2 separate regions of the Zea mays genome follow, and region 2 is linked to region 1. A link is a contact called in public Hi-C data. All regions are on one chromosome and are shown on one strand. The core of a region is the stretch at or near the end of the contact, and the rest is flanking DNA. Distances in the headings are between cores, read along the strand shown. Region 1 holds the start of LOC103638669. Region 2 overlaps LOC100383405 (putative coatomer beta subunit family protein).

The links. Hi-C and Micro-C count contacts between places; a contact is called where the count stands out from the background.
Region 2: a contact with region 1 is called in a Hi-C map of ear, with 3 times the contacts expected there. The contact joins the enhancer-like site here to the promoter of LOC103638669 in region 1. A contact is called at or near these places in 7 of 25 Hi-C or Micro-C datasets (bundle sheath, ear, endosperm and 3 more).

What each region holds. Positions count from the first base shown.
Region 1 is chr9:92,900,923-92,907,056 of Zm-B73-REFERENCE-NAM-5.0, reverse strand. LOC103638669 reads right to left here and starts at 2,812. Exons shown (of 1, transcript XM_008661512.3): 1 at 1-2,812. The coding sequence starts at 41.
Region 2 is chr9:93,336,526-93,342,659 of Zm-B73-REFERENCE-NAM-5.0, reverse strand. LOC100383405 (putative coatomer beta subunit family protein) reads left to right here. Exons shown (of 25, transcript NM_001362077.1): 22 at 2,645-2,751; 23 at 5,217-5,343; 24 at 5,848-5,962. Among protein-coding and RNA genes, the nearest start is that of LOC100383405, 20 kb to the left of the region's middle. Within about 2 kb of position 3,674, at least 7 of the 20 cell types and tissues checked have an H3K27ac peak or open chromatin away from gene starts, as enhancers often do. A contact at or near this core is called in ear and root tip, where this site is marked.

The DNA.
Region 1 (6,134 bases), core at 1,563-4,062:
TCTAGGAGACTGAATCTGATACCAAATGTTAGCAACTCCATCGACTAGTGCACGAACAACAGTTGCTGGGGGCGTAGGTAAAGGAAGAAGAGATGTCGTGGGGAAGAAGATAGGAGTAGCTGTGAAAATGGATTTGCTATTTTGGTTATTCGATGTCCTTACAATTGCCTGAGTTGTATCCTTTATACTTTCTCGGCAGCTCGGCCCAGCTAACCCTTACACGACCAACTCGACCCAGTGATACAGACGTTGCCACGCTTCTCACGCCTTGGACGTGCTCAGTTACTTGCCTCGGCAGACCCCCGGCTATCTCCATCCTTGTCGTCCGTGATTGGCGCAGCCGCCTCTTGTGTAACAGGGCTGACATGCGCGCGCACGCTGACACGCCACTCGCGCTTGATGAGCCGTGCGTTGGTGCTCTGCTCCGAAACCTTGGGCACACCTACCATGGGCACGCCGCTCGCCACGCTCTCCAGCACCGAGTTCCATCCATAGTGTGTGACGAAGCACCCCACCGCGGGGTGCGACAACACGTGCGCCTCGTCACACCACTCACCACTGCGTCGTTCTTGGCACGCTCACCCAGCTCCACCTCCACCTCGAGCATCGTCCTGTTGTCCTTCCGGACCACCAAGAGGTACGGCCTCCCGCTCCCCTCTGTGCCGGACGAGCACGTCGGGCGCGACGGCAAGCAGCCACCTGGCGAGGCAGAGTGCCGGGGCAATATGGCCCTGGAGCGGGTACGTGAGCACTAGGAAGTGTGGCCGCGGTGATGACATCTCCATCTGAGGCTTACCCGACTGAGCTAGAGCTAGCGGTAGTTGGTAGCTATGTCAAGCATGTGGTCATGGAATTGTGGAAGTTGCTTCCAAGATGGATTTAACAAAAAAATCAAAACAGTATATCAAATCAGAAAATGACATTGCATATCCCTGATTAGTCCTGGGAATATGGGCCGGGCTTTTCGGACAAGCACGAGCACGGCCCGAAAATAAAAGGCCAAAGCACGACCCGGCACGAAATAATATGGGCCGGGCTAGCACGACCCGAAGGCGGGCTTGGGCCGGGCCTTAATATCCGGCCCGTCGGGCCCCCGACACGGCCCGCATAGATAGGTCGGGCTTAGGCCGGCATGGCCCAATTAAGCCCAATCTGTTTAATTTCTTTAATTAGTGAGATATCGACTTTATATTGTTGTTATATTTGGAGTTTATGTGGTCAAATGATGCTAGAATTGTTTAATATCTTTAATTTAGTAATGCATGAATTTTATATGGTTATAATATTTTGATTTTATATGGTCAAATATACGGGCCGGGTTTGGGCCGGCACGGTCCAAAGTAGGCACGACGTTGTTTAGGGCCGGACTGGGCCACTGATTTTATACTTCGGGCTGGCACGACACGGCCCAAAAATCTTTTGGGCTTTGTTGGCCCGAATCTGTTTGGCACGAAGCATGATGGGCTTGAGCCGGGCTGGCCCGGCCCAATTCCCAGCACTATCTCTGATCATGAATCTACATCAGTCATGGAATTGTGGAAGTTGCCTTATCTCTGAGCTCGAGCAACACTATCTTAATCCATGGTTTTTTGGAAATTGAAAAAAAATCAAGATATCTAAAAGGAGATAAATTAGGCTTCTCCAAATTTATTTCAAAAATTAAAATATAAAATGAAGCCTAACTTCCCTGATTGTGCATGCAAATGTTTTGTGCGGGGAGTCTTTTTCTTTCAAAGGTCCTCAAAACTTGTGCGGGGAGTCTTCTTTCAAAGGTCCTCAAAACACTAACCTGACAGTTATCTTCTAGCATGTTTAAAGCGTTACAGGTAGAACACCGAAGGTCCGACTCGGCCGGAGCGGCCATGAGCGCAAGTACAAAGGCACCAACTTTGGATTAACAAGGTGTGTGCGTAGCCGATGAAGCAAGACAAATCAAGACAAAACAACGGGACAAAAAGACAACGCTACCCTTAGTTTGTTCACTAGCTCAAATGTATAAGTTTAAGGGCATACTTGTAATTTTTCCAAAGCTATACCTCACGACTATAAATAGAGTAACATTGCCATGCATTAAATGGGTCTTTGGATAAGAGAACATACTACTCTGTCTCAGAAGTTGTATTTACTTCTCTCTTCTTTTGTACCTTCGCGAGGATAGGGATAACCGTGGGTCGGGTTGTGTTCGGGTATAACAATACCCGACTTAATATTGTACCCGATACTTTAACAAATATTCATACCCACCAATCGGACGAGAAATTATACACGTAAACACTGGGTATCAGTTATTCAGTGGATATGTTGTGGTAGAATACATAACAACATATAATTTGTAAGTAACATCACATATTCACAGTTTATGACAACTAGAGAGTTGATAAACAACATGACAACTTGTAAAATTGATAAGCAAAGCAACTTCACACAACTGACGAAGGTGGGGCGGGGCGGCATATCGTGGACAGAGAGGATCCTTGACAGAGCCGAGGTGGAGCCAGTGGCGCGACATCGAGATCGAATCTTGGGTGTGAGGCACAGACACTGCTCCAGTGTGGCGACAAGCACTCTCCTCAGCTCCTGCCAGTGTAGATCTAGGCAGGGCCTAGCGCCCTGGCTGCTTGGGGCGGCGGTGCGGCTTCCGGCTCTCGGCTAGGAGCCTGGGTCTTGGAGGCTAGGAGTCTAGGACTGGGAGAGTGGGGATTGGGGAACTGGGGTTGGGGATCGACTGATGACCGAGGCCGATGGGATTGGGGTGTGCAGCGTGTGGGGGAATGGGGTTGGGGATCGGGCGTGTGGGTAGGGGTGGGGATAGGCTTAGTGGGTTAGGGTTTTCTTTGGGCTTCGGTAGTTCGGTTGATGCCTTGATGGGCCTTGTTCAGATTTTTGGAATATGGGCCATATACTATGTAAATTGATATTTGGAGTATCCATTGGATACCCACGAGTAAAATATGGTATTCGTACCCTACCTGATATATTTCGGGTATCCGACTTGACAAGACTCACATGTGAATTTTCTTACCGGTATCCATGTCTATTGGGTATGAAACCCACATGTATCCATACCTACGGGTCCAACTGCCATCCATATATATAGGTAAGTTTGTACTGTGTAATTAGGGATGGATCCGGATATTTATTCGGATGTCAAATTTTTAGTCTTCTTTCTTCGATTGTGAACAAATAATATATAGAATTTGCTATGTAAATTTATATTCTTGTTTTTAGCATTGAGGCTGCTAATCTTCACAAAAAATAAACATTAAATTCATTCTATATCTTTTTAAATAATTGATATAAAATTCGGATGTCTATCCGAATACGGATTCGGATGTTTTTTCACCTTTTTTTTGTAGGGAAAAATAATGCACATAAAAATTATACAAAAATTTATTAAAATACTTCATAATATTCTTAATAACATTGTCAAAAATTAGCTTTAAATTCTATGTATATCTATGTTAAAATATTAGATTTGTTATATAAGTCGGATGTTTTAGGAACATCCATATGTGTAATAAAGAATAAGGATAAAGTAATATCTTGTAAGGTTAATTTGTGTATCATGTTCTATATTATGCATAATTCACACTGAATGTCTTTTGTATTTTCTTCGCTCACTTTCTACATGTTCATCATTTAACTAACCTTCTCTCTAAAATGTTGAACTAAAGGATGAAGATGAAGCTTGATCTAATTATGTTGCCTTGTTTTGACATACCAAAGGAATGAAAAACAAGTGGCCAAAATTGGCGCCCAACTCCGGTGAACTCACGACAATCACAAGAAGCTTCTTCATGCCTCCGACAAAAAACAACAAATGACTTTTAAAAGGACAAAACAATCTAAGAACAATCCAAGATTGCATTATTTGTGCATTTGAATACATTCGTTGGTGCAAACTCTCATGTTGGTCACTTGCTTTTGATTACTACATGGTATCAAAAACAAGGCAACAACAAGTTAGAGAATGGTGATCTTCTCCCTTTGATTACCTCTTTTTAAAAGGGTGAGTCAAGGGATAAGGTAAAAAAGAGGGAATGCAGATGAAGGAACGATGTATGGAAATATGATCAAGAACAAAGTTTGTTACTCATCCCATGTGCCTTAGCACTCTTCCTCCCATCTTTCTCCATATATTATAAATTTACAAGCGTACCTTCGACCTCACAAGCGAGACAGCTCGAAAGTACTTCCAAGGCTAAGAAGGACAAAGCTTAGGGTCCTCCGAAAAGGTGAATTTATGCATGACACTGTTCACCTATATATAAGGGAGAGGTATAGCTTCGTATGAAATTACAAGCATACCCACAAAGTTTACAATTATGATTTACAAATATTATGGGGTCATCAATGTCTTTTCTTTTTCTTTCTTGTTGTACAAGTCTTCGATCTCTTCTCTGTCATCGCTCTATGTAGAAAGCCTTTGCCACACCGAAGCTGATGGCCTCAGCTCATTCCTTCACCACACATGTGCCTAGTCAAAACCTCTTTTTAGGTTGCTTCGGCCACAGACTATCTTTGTCCACTCTTCGTTATGTGCCTGAAACACATTTTCTTATGCTGAAGGTTAGGTGTTTTGAGGATCTTCAGCAAAGTAGGCCCCCAACATCTCTAGAAAGAGGCAGTGATTGTTAAATTGGATTTTGAAAAGGCCTATGATACGGTGAACCATTAGCTTATAATTGATATGCTCAGATGGATAAAATGGATATTAGATATTCTTTCATCTCGAACTTCTTCGATTCTGCTAAATGGGGTCCCGGGAAAGACCTTTCATTGCAGAAGAGGGGTAAGATAAGGAGACCCTCTGTCCCATCTTCTTTTTGTCATCACTTCCTCCTGCCAGGGAAAGACCTTTATACAATTGAAGAAAATTGTTGGGGACGCTCTCCTGCCCAATTCTTGTCTCCTCTTCTATGGACTTTCTGATTCTCCAATATGCAGACGACACCCTCCTAATTATGGAAGCCAATCAAAAACAACCTTTATTTTTGAAATCTTTGTTTCATACTTATGAAATGGCTTTTGGGTTGCGTGTCAGTTATGCCAAATCTAGCATCATCCTTATTAATGTTGATGAGGAAAAAATGAAGATTCTTGCCGAAACTTTCAATTGCAAAATCGGCTCCCTTCCTTTCACTTACTTAGGCTTGCCCCATGGAACTTTGCACCTAAAGATTCAGCGTTGTCTACCATTGATATGCAGAGTCCAAAAAAGGCTTTCCAGTATAACACGACTTTTGAGCCTTGGTGGGAAATTATAAATGGTAAATGCAATGCTCGCTTCCCTTCCAACTTATTATATGAGCACCATTAAGCTTCCCATTGGGGTCATTAAACAAGTTGACAAATTTAGAAGAAGCTGTCTTTGGAAGGGCTCTGATCTATATTCAACTAAATCTTCTCTAGCCTCATGGAGAATGGTACGGAGACCTAAAGCCATGGGATGTTTGGGCATAATCAATCTAAGGTGTCAAAATGAAGCCCTTCTATTAAAGCATCTTCATAACTTTTACAACAAAGAGCCTATTCTCTAGATTAATCTTGTTTGGGATAAATACTATCTTAATGGCACCATTTCTTTGAGGTCAAATAAGTATCCCCTTGGTGAAGAAAATCTTAACCTTGAACTCCCTCTTCAAAGGTATGGCTTGTGTTTCCCTAGTAGATGGCTCTACTATTATGATCTGGAAAGATTCGTGGAATTTTCAAACCTTAGAGTCACCCTTACCGCGTCTCTACTCATTTTCCTTCAATCCAAACATCACCTTAAAGGATTTCAGAGACCTTCAATCCTGGCAAGACCATTTTTAGCTTTCGCATAGTTAGATAATGTTAATTCAATGTGTGATGTTATGGATATTCAGGGACAAAGTAAATATAGTTGGTCTTTCTCTTGGGGATCACGCCTTTTTCTTAGTTTAGAAAACTTATAAAAAGATTTTGAGAGGTAACTCAGCTCATTCAATCATCAAATGGCTTTGAAGGTCTTCTGCCCATTTAAAGCATAAGGTCTTCTTTTGGTTACTTTTCAACAATAAACTGAACACCGGGGAGTTATTACAAAAGAAAATTTTTATCCTAGATTCATATGATTATGAAATGTGTATCTGGCAGAAATTAGAAACTCC
Region 2 (6,134 bases), core at 2,425-4,924, 430 kb before region 1:
TTCTTTAATCATGTGTACCTACTGAATCCGGTGATCATTTTCTAGGTCTTTGATGTAACTCCCAGTTAAGGCCAGCTAAATATCCACCCGCTGATTATCACCAGTTCGGAGTCTGTTGGAACGAACTATGCATGCATGCATGATTGCACTGTACTGTTAGGGCCAAGCCGAAGACAGGAATACTGAGATACAGCTCTTTATACACATGATAGAATCCACCTGTGCAAGATGTATTTACATGATTGAGCATATGCATGTATCCAAATATTCATCATCTGAGTCACTTGAGTCACTGTAAAATATGGAAAAGGTGAAATCATAGTTAGAGCAGGATATTAAAATAGTTTGTACAAAGTAGTAAGGTTCAGTAGGTCTCTTGAAACTCCAACACAAACAAGATCAGCATGGCAGTTTAATATAGCATGGAGGCTTTTAAAGCAGTAGCAATTGGAAAATATCAAAATATATCTGATCTGTTATAGAGATAATCAACTTGAAGGCTTAATGACATCATGCTCATGCCCGACCCTCTTAACTTTAAATAATAAGAACTTTTTTCTCAATTAAAATAACATTCTTAATACCTAATGTGTTTTTTTATATAAACTGAAAAATACTTATACTGGGAAGTTTCTAAACAACAGAGGAGAAATATTAGTTTAGGAGACTATAATATCCTCAGATGGAAAACATATTTGTCAAGAAAAGTGCAAAGTTGGAAGATAGCAGAGAGAAATTAATAATTTTTGGAAAAAAGGTAAGTACAATAAGCTCGGTTAAAAAATATAAAAGTGCAACCAGGCCTAAGCCCCTAACACAGATCACTGTTGACTGCATTACATCATGACTAATTAATACTAACAAAGAATTTCAATGATTTTCAAAATCTACTAAGACAATAAAAGACTCGGCTAATGTTAAAAAAACATAGCTAACAACTTAGCTAGTTCCCTAGAATGTGATCTCGTGAAAACAGAACATAATTGCAATAGATTTGTCAGTCAGAACAGGACCTGAGGAAATGATACTCACCTCATTATTGCCCAAGAAAGCTACAAGGCTACAGCTGCATAGATTATAAAACTAAAAGAAAATGTTCTGTTCATACAACCAAAGCTCCGATATCGAGCCAACAAACAAATCCCCAAGTAGCACGAGATTGGCGCAAATAAACTGATAGCTTCATGGTTAGGTGGCTGGTTGCAGCACCCCTGCGCAGCACCAATCAAACCACCATCACACAGATGAGTTAGTGAGTGAGTGAGAGAGAGAAACTCGCCTTGGGTCGGAGCCAGTGGTTGGCCATCAGACTGAGACGCGACCGCGACGGCGAAGGATGGGGAGAGTGGAGAGGCGATGTCGGAGGAGGGGAGCTGCTGCCGCTGTTGCCGCTGCCTCGCGCACCGTCGTCGGCCCCCGATTCGCCGCCGCCGAGGTTAGGGTCCTGGCCTCCTGGGTCGCAATGGACGCGATGAGGCAGGGCTGGAGGGGAAGAGGTTGACAGAGGGAGCAGCTCGCTGCGGCTATCAGACGCGGCCGCGACGGCGAAGGATGGGGAGAGTGGAGAGGCGACGTCGGAGGAGGGGGAGCCGCTGCCGCCGCGGCCACCGCCTCGCGCACCATCGCCGGTCCGCCGTCACCGAGGTCAGGGTCCTGGGTTGCGATGGGCACGATCAGGCTGGACGGGGGAGGGAGATATAGGGGCGAGCAACTCGAGGCGGCGGCGCTCGGGAGGCCGAGAGGGACGATGTGGGATAGTCCGAGCGAGAAGTTCGAGGGGAGAGGAGTGTGGATGGTGTGGCTGTGGCCTGGAGGTTTTACGTCCGTTGAAATCGAGGTTTCGCGTCCGACGCATAGACACGCGCACGTGGCCAACGCACACGCGTCACGTGAGAACTGGCACGTAGACCGCCGAACGCGGACAGGCGTCTAAAAAAGGTCAGGTTTTAATAACTTAGATAAGAAGAGGGGTTTGGAGAAACCCTTACAACACCCACCAAACTCACTCCTAGGCTTATAAAAAAGACGTTCAGTGCTAGATCCATGGTATCGTTATGCATTAGCTTGGTATTGTTCTGCGGGCTTCTGACTGGTGTTATAGTCACTTCCTTTATTCTGTCTATCCACTGCAGAACTATCAGTAATATGAGTATTGGAAAATTAAGCTAATGGGTGGAATATTTTAACTGTTAATGGATGATTTCTTACTAATGTTTATCTTATTTATGGTGGTAACTTATTGCATTGAGCTTAAGGTTTTAAAACAATGTCTTTATATACTCATATATGTATCATGATGTCATGGTAGCACCGCTCACCGATTACCGGTATTTTAGATATCAAAGGAAAATCAGCTTTTGGTTCAAATTTGGAATTATGGAGAAGCTGGATTGCATTGTTTTGGAATGCTTAGAAAGTTAAAATTCAGGATTCTAATTTGTCTACTTCAAATAGATCAGTATCAAGTTGAGATTCACCATGTAACACTGAATTCTTTAGGCTGATGAATTGTATGTACCAACTTCAATCATACAAAGCATTGATGTTTTTCGTAGTTTATTTATTGTGCCGATGTGTACACTGTGCTCTGTTATTCAAGCTATTGGCAATTGCTGGTTCATCACCCCTTTTTGTGACTTTTAAGGTGAATTCCAAAGCTGCAGAATCTCTGGCAGATCCTGCTGAGTACCCAAACCTGTTCGAGGACTGGCAGATTGCTCTGAATGTAGAAGCTACTGTTGCTCCCAAGAGGTATGTGTTAGTCCTTATGGATTATATAGCTCAAATAAATTTGTCAAGCTTTTAGTATCCTTCTATGATTTAAACAAGTAATGCATCAATTTTGTGCATTTTCAATAGAAACTTAAGAGGTGAAAGGGCCTCTAGCTGAATTGGTTAGGTGGTCTGAGTAGCACTCCTCAGGTTCTGGGTTCGACTCCATGTGGGAGCGAATTTCAGAATATGGTTAAGAAAAATCTCCTCGTCTGTCCCACGCCAAAGCACAGATCTAAGGTCCGGTCTCGGTCGCGGTTGTTCTCACTATTAGAACCTTGTTTAGGATTTCTCACATGGTATAAAGCTAGGTTTCCAATTTTCTCTCTTCTCCCACCTCTCCACCTAGAGATGGCAATGGGTAAAAACCAGCTGGGTATTACTTGCCCAAACTCATACCCGCGAACAAAAAAATACGCCTGCTAAAAAACCCATACCCATGACGGGTATAAAATTTTACCAAAACCCATACCCATGCGGGTTTCGGGTACCCAACGGGTTTCACATACCCACTAACATCAACATAAAAAATAATTCATCATGTAAATGACAACCAATATATTAATAAGTTAGGATAAAAGGAAAAAGTGATAACTAATTTTAGCTCAAAATTTGTTACATGAAGTTTATTTCAATCAGAACATATTCAATTAATAATATTATGAGACATATTTATAAGGAATGTTGATTTTAAGGCGGGTTTTAAAAACCCATGGGTTTGCGGATATGGGTAGTGGAAGAACAAACCCATGCTCACGTACCCGTTGGGTTTCCATTTAAACCCATTAACAAACCCGTGGGTAGAGAAATTGACCCAAACCCATACCCTAATAGAGCAAAAACCCATCGGGTTTCGGGTAGCGGGTACCATTGCCATCTCTATCCCCACCCCCTCCAACCGCCAGGCCGGCTTCCAGCCGCCGCCCCCTTCCCTTCACTGACCGTCGCCCTGCTCTGGCCGCCACCCAGACCTCCATGGCGGACTCCTCTTCCCTAGGCGTGGGCACCCTCGACCACGACACGGCAGGCACGAGCGCCATCAATGCCATGGACGTCGCCGCTCGTCGCACCCTCTTCCCGGCCACGGACACTCTCGCCACCGCGGTCCTCGGCATCGTCAGACGCAATTCTCTTCCTAGCATCCACCTCGCCTACGCAGCAGCGGTCACGGGCCTGCACGTTGTCACTGGCGCGGCCATGCACCCAACCGTCACCACCGCGGGCGCGAGCGTGCCCCACGCCGTTGCCGCCACGGGCGCGGGCGCAGGCCCGTACGCCACTGCCGTGGGCACCTCAGCCACGGGAGACGCCTTCCCCGCCGGCCCGCGCACCACCGCGGGTCTTCTCGCCTTTGCCGGTGTCCTCCTCCCCGGCCTCCTCTCCCTTGTTTGCAGCAAGCTCATCGGGGATGGGCCCCCCTTCATCGTCGACCTCAGGCCCCTTCCCAGAGCTCCGCCCGCTGCCCTCGCTGCTGCATAGCCCGCCTGACGCTCCCCTCCCGTCTTCCCCGCCCACCGTACCCCCCTCGCTGAACCAGCATGGGCTGACCTCATCGCGTCCTCGTCGGCTTCTCCGCTCGCATGCTCCACGTTTGTTGCGGCTCTCGCCACCATCCAGGCTGTCGTGGCCGCCTCTCAAGATCACGAGCGAGCTGCGTCCCTCGCCTGGGAGCAAGAGCATGCTATAGGCGCCGCCTTGACCACTCAGCTGGCCATCGCTCAACGTCTCCTCCTCGGTCGTGGTGCTACGCCACCTCTGGTGGCCCCTGAGGCTCCCCACGCCTTCGGACTTGACACCGACACCATCACCGCTCTCCACGTTCAGGTCGTCGGTGTTTACAACACCCGGTCCCTCGTGTTCGTCGTGTTGGACCTGGCGTCCCCTCACTACCGCTGGCGTGTTCAGGTGCTTCTCACGCTCTGGCGGTTCGTCCTCGCCGACGCCGTCGCCCCGCTGTCCCCATCTTGGCTTCAGATGGACAACGTGATCCTCTCGTGGCTCCCGGACACTTTCACCGTCGAGCTCCAGTACATTATCCGTGAGCACGAGGGCACCGCTCGCAAGCCTAGGCAGCATTCACGAAAGTGATGCACTAACAGCAGCAGCAGCAAACCAAGCTATGGCTACCGCTGGAGTGCTCGAGTCTGGAGAGATAGACAGTAGGAGCAATGAGAGAATATTTTTCAGAGTGATAAACTGAGACAGTGAGCGCATCCATGTGGCATCTCAGTTAGGGCCATCATCAGCCAGTGTGAGGTGCATATATTTATGGCATGCATACACCCACCTAGCAAATTTACCTGTGCTGCAAATTTCTCTGATATAACAAAGATTATGGGACCATTTGGATAAATGCGTTGCGGGACGTGTAGTTTTAAATACATGCTCCGTACCTTTCATTTTAATTTGCATCCTGACGATTTCTTGTTTTGACTTCTGAAAAGGGGTGTCTACCCACCTGCTGAGGAGTACATGACTTATGCGGAGAGGTCTAATGACAGCCTTGTGGAAGTTTTCAAAAGTATGAATGTGGAAGAAGTACCAAGTGATAATGGAGATCCTGTTCATGAGGTATTACAATTTGGGTTGGTTACTAGCACAATTTGTGTGTTGGATTGGTTTCCGTCTTTTGATCATCCCTTTGAACTCATAGGAACAGCTGGGATCAGCTCAGAAACATATGCTATATTTGCTGGTGCATTGATATTATTTTTACCACGGTCGCTTCTATTGCTCTTCTACTTTAATTTCTTAAGTTACTGCATGATGCTGACTGTTTGAGTGGACGTGTTAACCAATTCAACCCAAAAGATTAAGTTTTTAGGAGAAGGTAGACAATCTAATTATACACTTCAACACCTCCACTCACATGTAGCCAGAGAGAAAGGTGCACAAGTGCACACATGGAAATAAGGGTATGGAGGCATAAATAAATCCTCTGATAGGATTTGAATTCGAGACATCTGGCTCTGATATAGACGTGCTAACTAATTCAACCCGAAAGTTTAAGCTTTTAGGAGAATGTACACAATCTATTTATTCACTTCAACACTGACACCAAATGAATTTCTACAGGTCACTGAGGATGACGGAGTCGAGGGAAGTATGGATGATGTTGTTGAAGTTGAACCCGATGATTCAACAGATGGCGGTGTCCTTGTGAATGGGAATGATGGTGAGGAACACTGGGGTATGAACAAAAAAGGAACTTTTCGTTACCATAAATGCAGTAGTGGAAGTGTACACTGTACAATCCAACAATCATTAGTCATCTCTTTTGATCCCAAGCTCAACAAAAAATATACTCCCTCCGTCCTAAATTAGCATTCGCTTTAGCACTTGATTTTCATATCTATATCTAA